Regions from separate parts of the Cyprinus carpio genome. Here region 2 is linked to region 1. A link is a contact called in public Hi-C data. All regions are on one chromosome and are shown on one strand. Each heading gives the region's core, a stretch centred on a gene start, on an enhancer-like site or on the middle of the called end of the contact. The rest is flanking DNA. Distances are from core to core; before and after follow the strand shown.

What was found. A called contact is a pair of places that touch in the nucleus more often than the background predicts.
Region 2: a contact with region 1 is called in a Hi-C map of skeletal muscle, with 4 times the contacts expected there. The contact joins two enhancer-like sites. A contact is called at or near these places in 3 of 8 Hi-C or Micro-C datasets (liver and skeletal muscle).

Annotation. Positions count from the first base shown.
Region 1 is chrB13:9,436,742-9,442,598 of ASM1834038v1, forward strand. thada (thyroid adenoma-associated protein) reads right to left here. Exons shown (of 39, transcript XM_042736377.1): 34 at 4,886-5,010; 35 at 1,828-1,900; 36 at 311-467; 37 at 42-164. Among protein-coding and RNA genes, the nearest start is that of LOC109076348, 15 kb to the left of the region's middle. Within about 2 kb of position 3,415, at least 1 of the 8 cell types and tissues checked has an H3K27ac peak or open chromatin away from gene starts, as enhancers often do. A contact at or near this core is called in skeletal muscle, where this site is marked.
Region 2 is chrB13:9,479,773-9,485,629 of ASM1834038v1, forward strand. All of the region lies in intron 27 of thada (thyroid adenoma-associated protein), which reads right to left. Among protein-coding and RNA genes, the nearest start is that of thada, 44 kb to the right of the region's middle. Within about 2 kb of position 3,574, at least 1 of the 8 cell types and tissues checked has an H3K27ac peak or open chromatin away from gene starts, as enhancers often do. A contact at or near this core is called in skeletal muscle, where this site is marked.

The DNA of each region.
Region 1 (5,857 bases), core at 2,165-4,664:
GCACTGAACCCAGAATGTTCTTTTAGTGTGTGTGTGTGTACCTGTGTTGTGTAAATGGGCTGGTATGTAGCAGGTGAAGTCAGCTGCTCCGTCTCTGACGTCCTGATCTTCATCCTGTAATAATGTAAACAGGCTCTTCCATAGTGCCACAGTGTGTGTGATACCTGGAAAACACACACACACACACACACACACACACACACACACACACACACACACACACACACACACACACACACACACACACACACAGTGTAAGCTTTAGTTCAGATTCCTGCACACGTGTTCTTGTCCACAGACGTCCACTCACCCAGAGGCAGGGCTGGAGCCGTCAGTAAGGTGGGGACGGCCTTCACCAGCACCTCTGCTGACATGAGTTTGACTTCTGCAGGTTGATCCTCAGCGCAGCCCTGTGTGACCAGCGCCCCCCATCTGCTCAGACAGACCACTGCAGCCTCACTGAGATCCTGCTGTAAGACAAACACATTACTGAAAGAACATCAGTCTCTCAGGGAAAAGAAGTACTGTGGTGATATACCATGATACAGTGATGCATAAGATACTATTGCCTTGGAAAGTTGATATATACAACACAGTGCTGTATGTTTGTATCGTATTATATATTATATCATACATGACTATTATTAGATATTTCAATGTATGTTATTATTGTTACTGCACAACAGAAAGTGATTAATCTAATCATAACTGGCGCAATCCATTTTTAAATATTAGTTTTACTGTTTTTTTACATTGATGCCAAACTTGCTTATGAATCAATTAATTTGTTGATCAAGTAATGCAAAGTACTGGTTTGCATCCATCAAGTTCCAAATTAATAGTAGAAAATTGAAATGATAGACACTTTCTGTTTTAATTAAATCAGATAGCTCACAGTATTATACAAATGTTACCACATTTAAAACAAACCATATTTTATTGAAATTCCAGCAAAAAAATAACTTCATAAAAAAACAAAAAATATATTATTGTGATATGTGATTGTGATCATGCTTTGACAACACACTACTCTTCAAAAGCAAAAATACACTAAAACATGCATTAATATCGTGAAATATTATTGCAATTTAAAATAGCCATTTCTATTTTTTTAATAAAATGTAATTTTCTACTGTGATGCTCCAGTCTTCAGTGTCACATCAAAATCATTCTAATATGCTGATTTCATGCTCAAGAAACATTTCTTATCATCAGTGTTGAAAAGAGTTGTGCTGGTTAGTATTTTTGTAGAAAATGCTATTTTTTTCTTTTCTTTTCAGTGTTTATTTAATATTAAAATAAAATAAAAATATTTGTGTAACAATGTAAGAATCCATATTGACACCTGAAATTAAATCTTTGATGAAAAAGTATTGGTTTCTTATATATAAACTTTAGAACTGTATTCATTGAAATCACATTGTCAACGTGAAATAAATATCGGAAGCCATAAAGCTCAATCCCCCTCCACTTCATCACACCTAGCGGCTAATCGTCTAACAACCATTCACAAACATTTCAGTAAACTGCAAACAATGTTAACAACTCTTAAAAACTCATGTGAAATCAAACAGGTTAATCTTTCCAGAGCCTGTGGTTAAGCTAAAGCACATATGCTCTTTCTTTTTTCCCAGGGATTTTCATATTTGTAGTGAGATGAGGCGGAATGTTAAGCCGTTTTAAGGTTAAGTATCTGTAATCTGCTCCAGTCTAGATAGAGAGTGATAGAGTGTCCAGTTTAACTTGCTTAAGTCTGTCTGGAAACTTCCAACACAATGCTTCACTCTTTCTCTTCCTCTGTCTCTTGTTTCTTTTCTTCTTCCTTACCTGCGGCGTTGACTCGGCCAGGTGCAGCACCAGCTGAGATGTCAGGGAGAGAGCGGCACAGTAGAGCTCCACACTGAAACACACACAAGAGCATCTGCATACTTCACTTTATTACATACAACAAAAATACATCAAATATTGTCATAGGTCATTTTGATGGCTCGAGGCATGTTTTTTTTACATTGTTTTTTTTTTTTCTTTTTTTTTCTCTACAGGGTTGCCATGTAAATTCACTGACCGGCTAACAACACATTTTCTTTCATGCATTTCCATACATGCAACACAGGGACTTCCATGAACATTTGTGAATGCTGATAAATGAATTCATATGATTCACTAAAACATTTTAAAAAGGAATAACTCCCATAGAATGAATGAATAAATAAATAAATAAATAAACACACACACTCACACACACACACACACACACACACACACACACACACACACACACACACACACTATAGTATATTATATATTATATTATATTACATTATATTACATTATATTATATTATATTTATGACATACATGATACAAAACTCACCTAGAATACATAATGAATAAAAAAATAATAGAATAAGAAAATTAATGAATTAATAAATAAATTAGTAAATAAAGTCTAATCTAGCATTGTAAGGTTCTGCACTGTAAAAAATTATTACAACTATTACAAAGATAATTGGAGGGTTTTACAAGAAAAAAAAAGTATTTTCTTCAGAATTGTTTTTTAATTCAGTGTACCACTTGCCCTTTATTTGTAATGAAATGAAATTTATAAGCATTTTTAGTACACAAAAATTCAAAATATGAAGTCAATTAATTATTCATAAAAATCATATTTATTACAGAAATTTCCAGGATTTTATTATTTGTATTATTATCATCATCATCATCATTGTTATTAACTCTCTCACTCTTGAACTTTCCAGTTCTGTAAATAACCATTTTAGAATTTCCAGATTTTGCCACGACCGTCTGGACCCTGATCATAAATGCTATCAGATCATAAACTGACGACACACTGACACACACTTGAACACGCGCCCCAGGCCGAGTCCAGAGGGGCTGTTTTACTAACTCGATCTCAGAACAGGTGTAAACCAACATGTGTTGTCCAACAGAACACGGCTACCAAAATACACTCAGCAAAAGTGCCATTACACAACACTGCAAGCGTCCAAGTGCATTACACAATCGCAGACACACACAGCTAACCGTAAGTACTACGGTGTTGCTTAATCACAGGGAGACTGCTACAAAAGACATGTATCATGTCACACTGTACAAATAGCAATACGCCGCGAAGCGTTTCACAACACTGAACTTAAGGGGAGAGATTGAAAGCGTGCGAGCGTTGCAGGGAGCGGGAGTCTTTGTAATGTAATACCGACGTCCTGTGTTCACTGCGCACTGGGATGTGAAGGTGTCTGGTATTCTGAGGCCCCTACAGGCATCTAGGAGCCAAAAACAACAATCCAACTGCACCTGCTGCCACATAAACACACATTTAGACATGCACACAACCTCCTAGCATGTACATACCCACAAATTATAGGGAATAACCCTATGTAAAGGTATCCGAACACTCTCTCAATTGAAAGCACAGGTAGCTGTGACCCTTTAATGTGTAAATCTATCTCCTTCCCACTCTGCCGTAGGTATGAAAGGGTGATTGATGTACACGGGCCGGCTGGCGACCACAGGTATGTGTGGTTTCTTTTGTAGTCGGAGCCCACATCTGAAGCCATTACGCTTCCCGCTAACAGAGCTAGCCGCTCAACAGAGTACCTCTCGCCTCCCCAGAGGGATCTCCACCACCTCAAACCACTGCCTCAACAATGAGGAGGTTTGTTGGAGTCCACAGCTGCTGAGAGCATGCTATGTTTTTAGGGTGCTGGTGCGATCTAGTATGCAATAGAAAGCCTTTAAATCTGGTGTGTGCACAACTGGATGCGAATGGAAAATTAATGTTCATCATGTCTGGTGAATTTTTAAAGGAGAAATCCAGTTTTTCAATGGGAAATCACTTTCTACTGGGAATTTTGAAAGATTTATCCATGCGGATTTTGTAACAGGTTCAAGCTGGCCACAAGGATTCACCACTTTGTCAAACAGAAAGCTGCTTGGTTTGAAAGTGACTTCTGTGTCAGCTGTGCTTTCCATATCTGCACCATTTAAAATATACAGTCCATAGTCTGATAACAGCAAATGAAATAATTACATAAAAAATTTAATAAAAATGAAAATGTTACATACATAATTTAATAACAGCAAATGATATATATATATATAAAAATCTGGTAGACATGTCTAATGTCTAAATATCGTAACTTATGATTGTTCATCCACTTCTGGTTTTGACGTCTCAAAGTCAAGGTTTTTTTTTTTTGTTGTTGTTTTTTTTTTATGGGTTTTTGGTTAAATGCCTGAAATAAGGTTAGTGGTCTACACAAGCTCAAGATTTGTTCACGCTTTATTCTGACAACACAAAATACAACGTGTCTTGGGACTTTTTTCTCCTTCACAGCATGATGTTTATAAATTGCGTTTTGGGAACTATTCTGTTTTAACTCAAACTTTTTGTCTCATAAATATAAAACTTTTTTCTCCTTCACAGCATCATGTTTATAAATTGCGTTTTGGGAACTATTCTGTTTTAACTCAAACTTTTTGTCTCATAATTATTAAAAAAAAATCATTAAGTCATCTAGACAGTGAATTAATGGTGTGTAATTGTTTTTAATTGGTTATTTGTTTGTATGATGGCTTTAGTATTCTATGTTGTAATTTTGTTGTTTATTTGTATACACAAACTCGGCCAGGACACTCCTGTAAAAGAGATTTTTAATCTCAGTGAGTCTTTTTCCTGGTTTGTTTATAGTGTATAGCTTTTTACTTTTGCCGATTGTATTGATGCTTAAAAATTCATACGTAGTGTTCATTTGTGAAGATTATCATGATGAATGTTGGTCAAAAACTCATTTTCTGGAATATTTCAACAGTCCATGGAAAAAAACAAACAAAACGGATGCTATAGTTTCATCAGTATGGCTCACCTGTGAGTAGAGGTTTCCAGCAGTGTGAGGAGATGCTCTAGAACCTCCAGACAGCTCAAAGACGTCATCCCATCTCTCCAGGGCAGCAGCCAAGAAAGAGGGAGGACAGCGAGAACCTGCAAGACCTGTGAAACACCAAAAGAAATGGAGACTTTATTCAGGCTAGATGTCGTATTTATATAAAATAAGTCATATTTTCAGTGTTGCATCGTGTGAGCGATCACAGGCTTTCCAACAGTATAACAGACTTTAGATCTATCCTACACATCCTTGTTTTCATTCACATCTAAATAAATATGGCATCTACCCTGACTAATCATACACAAGGAGCATGAGACAGAAAATGTGCTGAAGTCTGTCCAGGATGTTTTGTGAATATTTTCAATGCTTTCATTAGCCAGCCACACCTCTCAACCCATATTCCTTTCATCCATATGAACATTCCCGTATTCCACCCTCCTGTCTGTCAGTAACATTCCCTCCATCCCCCTGCACATAAAACACATATGGTTCAGCTCAGGCCCTTGGCTTTCCCCTCAGCAGAGCGAGGGAGTTAACGGAAGACTTGTTTTTCTTCTCCTCAGACCCCCACCGTCTCTCCTTTCCTTTCCCGTGACAGGCCAGGTACCTTACAGTGGTTTGTTGACATTATTTAGGCTTGTTTGGTTGATTATTATTTCTTGGAGTGCACAAGAGCCTTAAATAAAGGCATTTAAGCCATCTTTCTAAATGGCAATTTCAGTCTTTTATACTACAGTGCATTATATTATATTTAAGCGCATGACAAAACCAATGTGGATTTAGTTTTAAGACTAAAATGAATATGTTCAGAATGGATTTAGGCACTAGGCTTTAGTGCAATTGCAGTTTGATGTATATTTTCTTATTAGCGCTGCCATTTGAGCCCACAGAGCAAATTAACTTAACTTTCCTCATCACTTCCCAGAATGCTTTGGTGGAACAGTAGACTTA
Region 2 (5,857 bases), core at 2,324-4,823, 43 kb after region 1:
TGCCCTCTTTGACCTGTTGTTAATTCTGTTAAACTGAATGCAAGAAGCAAACTGTCTGCCTAACCACAATGTAAACAACAACAGTGAAACAAGGATGTGCAGTTTATCATTCAATCAATGTTGCATGCCCTACTAAAGCAACAGTACACTCACAGCACATTCAGAACCATCACTAAACTGTAGAAAAGTAACACCTTTGTGAAAATTAAAAGATGCTCAAGTCATGCAGAGGTGTGTTATAAAATGTCTGGTATAAATATAGTTATCAATAATAATGCATTGAGGTTTCAGTCCAAAATTAGAATTTCCTGACCTACTGCAAATCAGGCTTTATAACAAAAAACTATTGTAAGTGTCATTTCACATCACAGTGCATTATGGGATTGTTTCCTCTGCTATGGATACGTGCAATTCTGCCAAAAGAAGGTATTTCCTTTTGGAACACCGTATATGTCAGGAACGTGCTGCCTATGTATGCAGCTCACTAGATTTTGGAACAGAGCCTAAGTGACACACAAAGAGAGGAGAGGAGAGAAAGAGACTGCAAGCTTTAAAGGTCTGGTTTGTAAACCACTTCCTAAAGTCTGTGCTCTTTACAGCTCTATAAAGCTCTCATTAGCGCAGCCTCTGATGGAGCGCTGCAGGGACACGCGGCTCACAGGCCCAGCTTGTTTATTCCTTAGAAAGCAGCGCGGCTGGAATAAACCCTGGGAATTTCACTCGAGACAAATGCATGTGTGTTAAGACAGACAGTGAAAGTGTATGCGTGTGTGACACACATAAACGTATCTTTATTTAGCTAAGCCTCTGTGTTTAAGATAGACCATCTAGTAAAACATTTTTTCTCTTCATGTCTAACTGAAACAGCCCATACAGGGCTAACTTTAGCTCAAGAGCCAGTGTTTCAAACACACATGTTGTGACTTCAGCTATGTAAAATACACACATACACAAAAAACACACCACATCCTGTTTCAACCGCTAATGCACACAGTCTGGTCTGAACTTAGGCCAGGGCGCTGTCATGGTAACGAGGTGGGTCAGCTACGTTTGCAAACTGGCCACATGCTGCATGCTAGCAACACACACACACACACACACACACACACACACACACAAGCTCTGACGTGGGCAAATGTGGTTACAGTTAAGCTCAACACAACCCTGCATACCTTCAGTATGGATTAGAGTCTTCCAGGCAAAACACTTCCAAGATGTCCATAAATGCAGCCTGTCGAGCTTAAACCATCTTTAACCATTCCTTTGTCATTACTTACATTCACAAATGAATGTAAACTGATATAAATTTGCATATTATGTGTAATGCGCTTGAGTGTGTTGCAGAGGGCCATCATAATCACAAACGCTGGCCACACACACACACACACACACTACACTGCAGTATTTCTTCAGTTTATTTGTGTGTGTAACATAAATAACATTCAGATCATGAAAACAGGAAACAAACTTTTTTTTTTGTATTGTGCACTAAATGACTGAGGACATCCAATAAAAGTCTCGGGACCAAGCAAACTCTCTGATCATATTCTGATAAGAACAACCAAACACAAACTAACAAAAGCATCTTCTTTGCGGAGGAAAACGTCAAACAAGTTACTACAAAAAAGGCGCATGTTTAAAGAGTCCAAACGAAATTACCTACGCGAGAAGATGTTATCAGATGCGAGCCTTGTTTATAAACTTGAGTGCAACTGAAGTCATTACTTGTCAAAATATGTTTTATATAATGGTTTAAAGACTTTCGTTTTGTTTCGTTTCAGTGTTTAACTAAGATGTGAATCATTCGATGTGTATCATTCGTTCCTGTATCAAAACAAAAAATCTCAATTTAAAACGTTTGAAAAGCAATCCAATCCAAGAAACACAAACAAACCCCACATTAATGAATTCGGAAGAGCACAGCTACTAAAACTCAGGTTTGATAAACAAATGTGTGTTTGATAAACAAATTAAAAGATTATACAACTCTCATGTTTTAGGTACACGCAAATAAAAATAAAAAAAATAAATAAAAAAAATAAAAAATAAAAAAAAAATAATAATAATAATAATAATAATAATAATAATAATAATAATAATAATAAATGTGGTGCATGATTCACATTTTAATTATTTATGAAAATTGCTGGCAATTTTTGAGCGAAAATTATTTCAAAGAAACAAACATGAAATTTTGAGATAGACTGACAGTGTTTTCTTGGGAAAACATACTCCAATAATTTTTGTATGTATAAAGCAAATGTGTCCCAAGTTACACTATTTTGGTGTAATTGGTTTTTAAAAATAAATTAATATTTTATTCAGAAAGAATGCATTAAAATGATCAAAAGTGACTTTTTACTTTGTAACAAAAATATTTACAGTAAATAAATGTTGTTCTTTTCTGAAAACAATCCTGAAAATGTATTTCTACAAAAACATTAAGCAGCACTGTTTTCAACAGGAATAAATTACATTTTAAAATATATTCAAATAGAAGTTATTTTAAATCATATTTTTTCACAATATTACTGTTTTTACTGTATTTTTGATCCAATAAACTTCAAACTTTTGAATGGCAGTTTTAGAGCCTTACACTTAACTATGCACTCTGACATTTAGAAAGGTATCCATTTAGAAAGGTACAATATCCTTTCCTTTTAAAAGCACGTGAATTCATAGCAAAGAATAGCGCAGAATATGTGAGATGTGTGCACCTTGCATTTTGGAGAATGCAGTCAGTCTTCCATGCAAAAAGAAAATCAGTACATACATTCTATGCTGCAGAAATAGTGAGATAGTATGCTGTTCAGAACACAGCCACAGTACACACAGATTGTAAACAAAAAGACCCAAAAAGTCATAACAGTGAGCGACCTGTCAAAATGTTTGACAAGTACACGTCAGCGCACAAATCACAAGACTCACAAAAACACTTGCACAGAGGAAGAGAAATTGAACAAAACAACAATAAGCAATAGCGGAGTGACCCGCAGGATGAAGATGCCTGCCATAAAAACACATAAAACTAAAGACAAACACATGGAGATGTCGGACAAGCTGGCGGCAGGGTTATGCAGAAAGTAAACGGTCCTGACTATGGGGAATATATCCAGACCAAAGAGTCAGCGTTATATCATTGCGATTATACTGAGTTTCCGTGACCTCTAAATATTCAGCGTCTCTTTAGAAAATCCCAGGGTAATGCCACGGTCAGCTGACCTGGGAGCACATGGGCTCTTTGAAGTGTGAGGTAGTCCAACACACTGGCTTGTGTCATTACGGCCCACTCGATTTTCCAATTAAGTCCAATCAGCACACCGATTAATCATAACAAACCATGATCTCACGAGTGAGCCATTTTTGTTTTGCAGCGAGGTCAGTGCCACTCCTGTTTAGTCATTCCTCACTCCATCTGTGACCTCTCTGTATTCAATCCCAGAATGCATCAGGACATTCTTGCAACAGCTCGCGCTCCACAGGTTTGGATGAGATTAGGGAGCTGACGCAGAGCAGTCGTCGCCGCAGCAGGAGGTCCCATAAAGGCCCACCCGCTCAGTCCTGCGGTGGCCAGGGATCAGAGGTCACGGTCAACCGGGCAGCAATCGAGAGGGTGCGAATGTGTGTAAGAATTGTGTCAACGTTTGTGCGTGCTTGGGCAAGATGTTGTTAGCATTCCCTCTACTACGGAAAAGATAAACACGCGTTGAAGTGCGTTAACCCCTGTGCGTCAGCTCCAATGCATGTCAAGAGTTTCGATCAGTACAAGGGAAGAGTTGAAACTACAAACAAAAGAGTAAGTCTTTGTGAGGGTGGATAAACGTGGGATGAGGATACAGGCAGAACACAAACAAACAAAGGCCATCAGGGAGTTAGGAGGAACATCCAGAACATTTAAGGGGCTGGAAGGTGTCCATGCGCTGTAGGCCAACATACGACAGAGATTAATGACTGGAATAGAGGACTGGAAGGAGAAAAAGCACAGAACTTCAGTGCCCCCTAGTGAACAACCCCTGACAGAGCAGGATCACACAGAACTCACCTCAAGATCTATTCACATTAAGTGAGCTGTGGCAAGCTGATGCATTCTAACGGAATGCTTGCATCAAGTCTTAACACTTGCTTTGCATCTGAAACGCCTTTACTTTTCAGCTGATATCACAAATGTCTTTTCGCAACCTTTTCTCTCAGACCACCTAGCTCCATTTTGCAATGTTACAGCCACTTTTTTTCCAACTCCTAATAAATAGCATCAAGTTCTGTCGTGGGTTGTAATAGCATTTTGGTATTATTTTTGGCAACTTTATTGCAACTTCCATTCTGTCAGAAAACTCTATTTGGATAGTAGACTGACTGTGGAAAAAATTGACACTACATAAAATATTAAAGTCAACTTTTAGGACATCAAGAACTTACAATGTCACACTTACAATGTCAATACCTTGCATTTTTGCCTTTTATTACTATAGAACGGTATAGAAGCACTATATGTCGGCACACTGCCCATACAAGGCTATCGGTGTTGACCTGTTTAGTGTTTTTAATAAGTTCTGTTTAAAAGTCATGTTTTGTTTCATTATGAGGATAGGTAGTTGTGGCTTTGGTGAAGTTTCTTTAATTTTAAAGAGCAAGTTTTATATGTATTTTGATGCATAGAAACACCTCTATGAACTTTTGCATTTGTGCAGCTAACTCACACGTTAAGCAACCTTTAATTGTTTAATGGAAAGGTCTGCCAAAATAAGAGTGTTTTACCTTAATAATGTGCAATATTAATATCATCTTCTTAAACTTGGATTCACAAGTTTATAAAACTTGTTTTATTATGTGTGCTGAAAGCACAGACCGACTTTAAGTTGACAAGTAATTCTTCTCTATGTTGAGCTCAAGTTAAAAACTAAGTTAAATTCAAAGTTAAAAAAAAAAAGTCATGAAACCGGTTGCTATAAGTCTTCTCAACTACTGGTGTTTTTTTGTTTTTTTTACAGTGTAGTTGTATGGAGTCAATATAATGCCGCATATATATGCAAAAGAACAAAGTTCTGCAAAAGAAAATGAAGTTTTGCAAACAAAAATTTAAGTATTAAGAAAAATAAATGTGCTTTTTGAAAACAAAAATAAAGAATTGCGAAATATAAATGAAACCGCGCAAAAGCAATGATTTTCAATACATATTTTCCATGGCCATATCTACTAATTTATTTGCAGTGCTGCTTTTATTTTGCGTTTCAGTCAAGTTTGAGTTTGCCATACCGTTTTTTTCCCTTTGCGCTTCACGTTTCTGCGCGTCTCACTTTCTGGCACTGTTTTGACGTGGGGGTGGAGTCAAGGGACAGAGGCGTGTACAGCATGCCTCCCTGGAAGTGACAGCATCGGCCCGAGACGCAGCTCACTGATCCAGGTACCATCACGAGCAGAGGCATGCGGGTGTTTAAAATCTCTTCACCTGTGGAAGGACGCCAGCGCACAGAAGCGTTCTTTGTTCACATTAGTTCAGAGTTACTGCTAGGTTTAATGTTAAGGAATGCAATTAATTTCATAAACTATGAATTATTATGACTTATTATAGTCTATTTAAGGTATTTTAGTTATTTAAATAACATGGGTTATCTTAAAACATTTTATTATACTATTACACCACCCAAATATGTATTTATTTCCTTGTAATTCTCGTTGTCATTGCAAGCTGGTTTATATTCACCATGAAGAAAAGTGATTAGTGTAACCTGCCTAAAAATAGCCCTGAACTTAAAACAACAGGACAAAAAAAAGTTGATGACTAAAAATAACCATTTTATGACTCTAAACATTGTGAAGACAGTGGCATAATAAGGTGACATAAGACATTTTTTAGCCA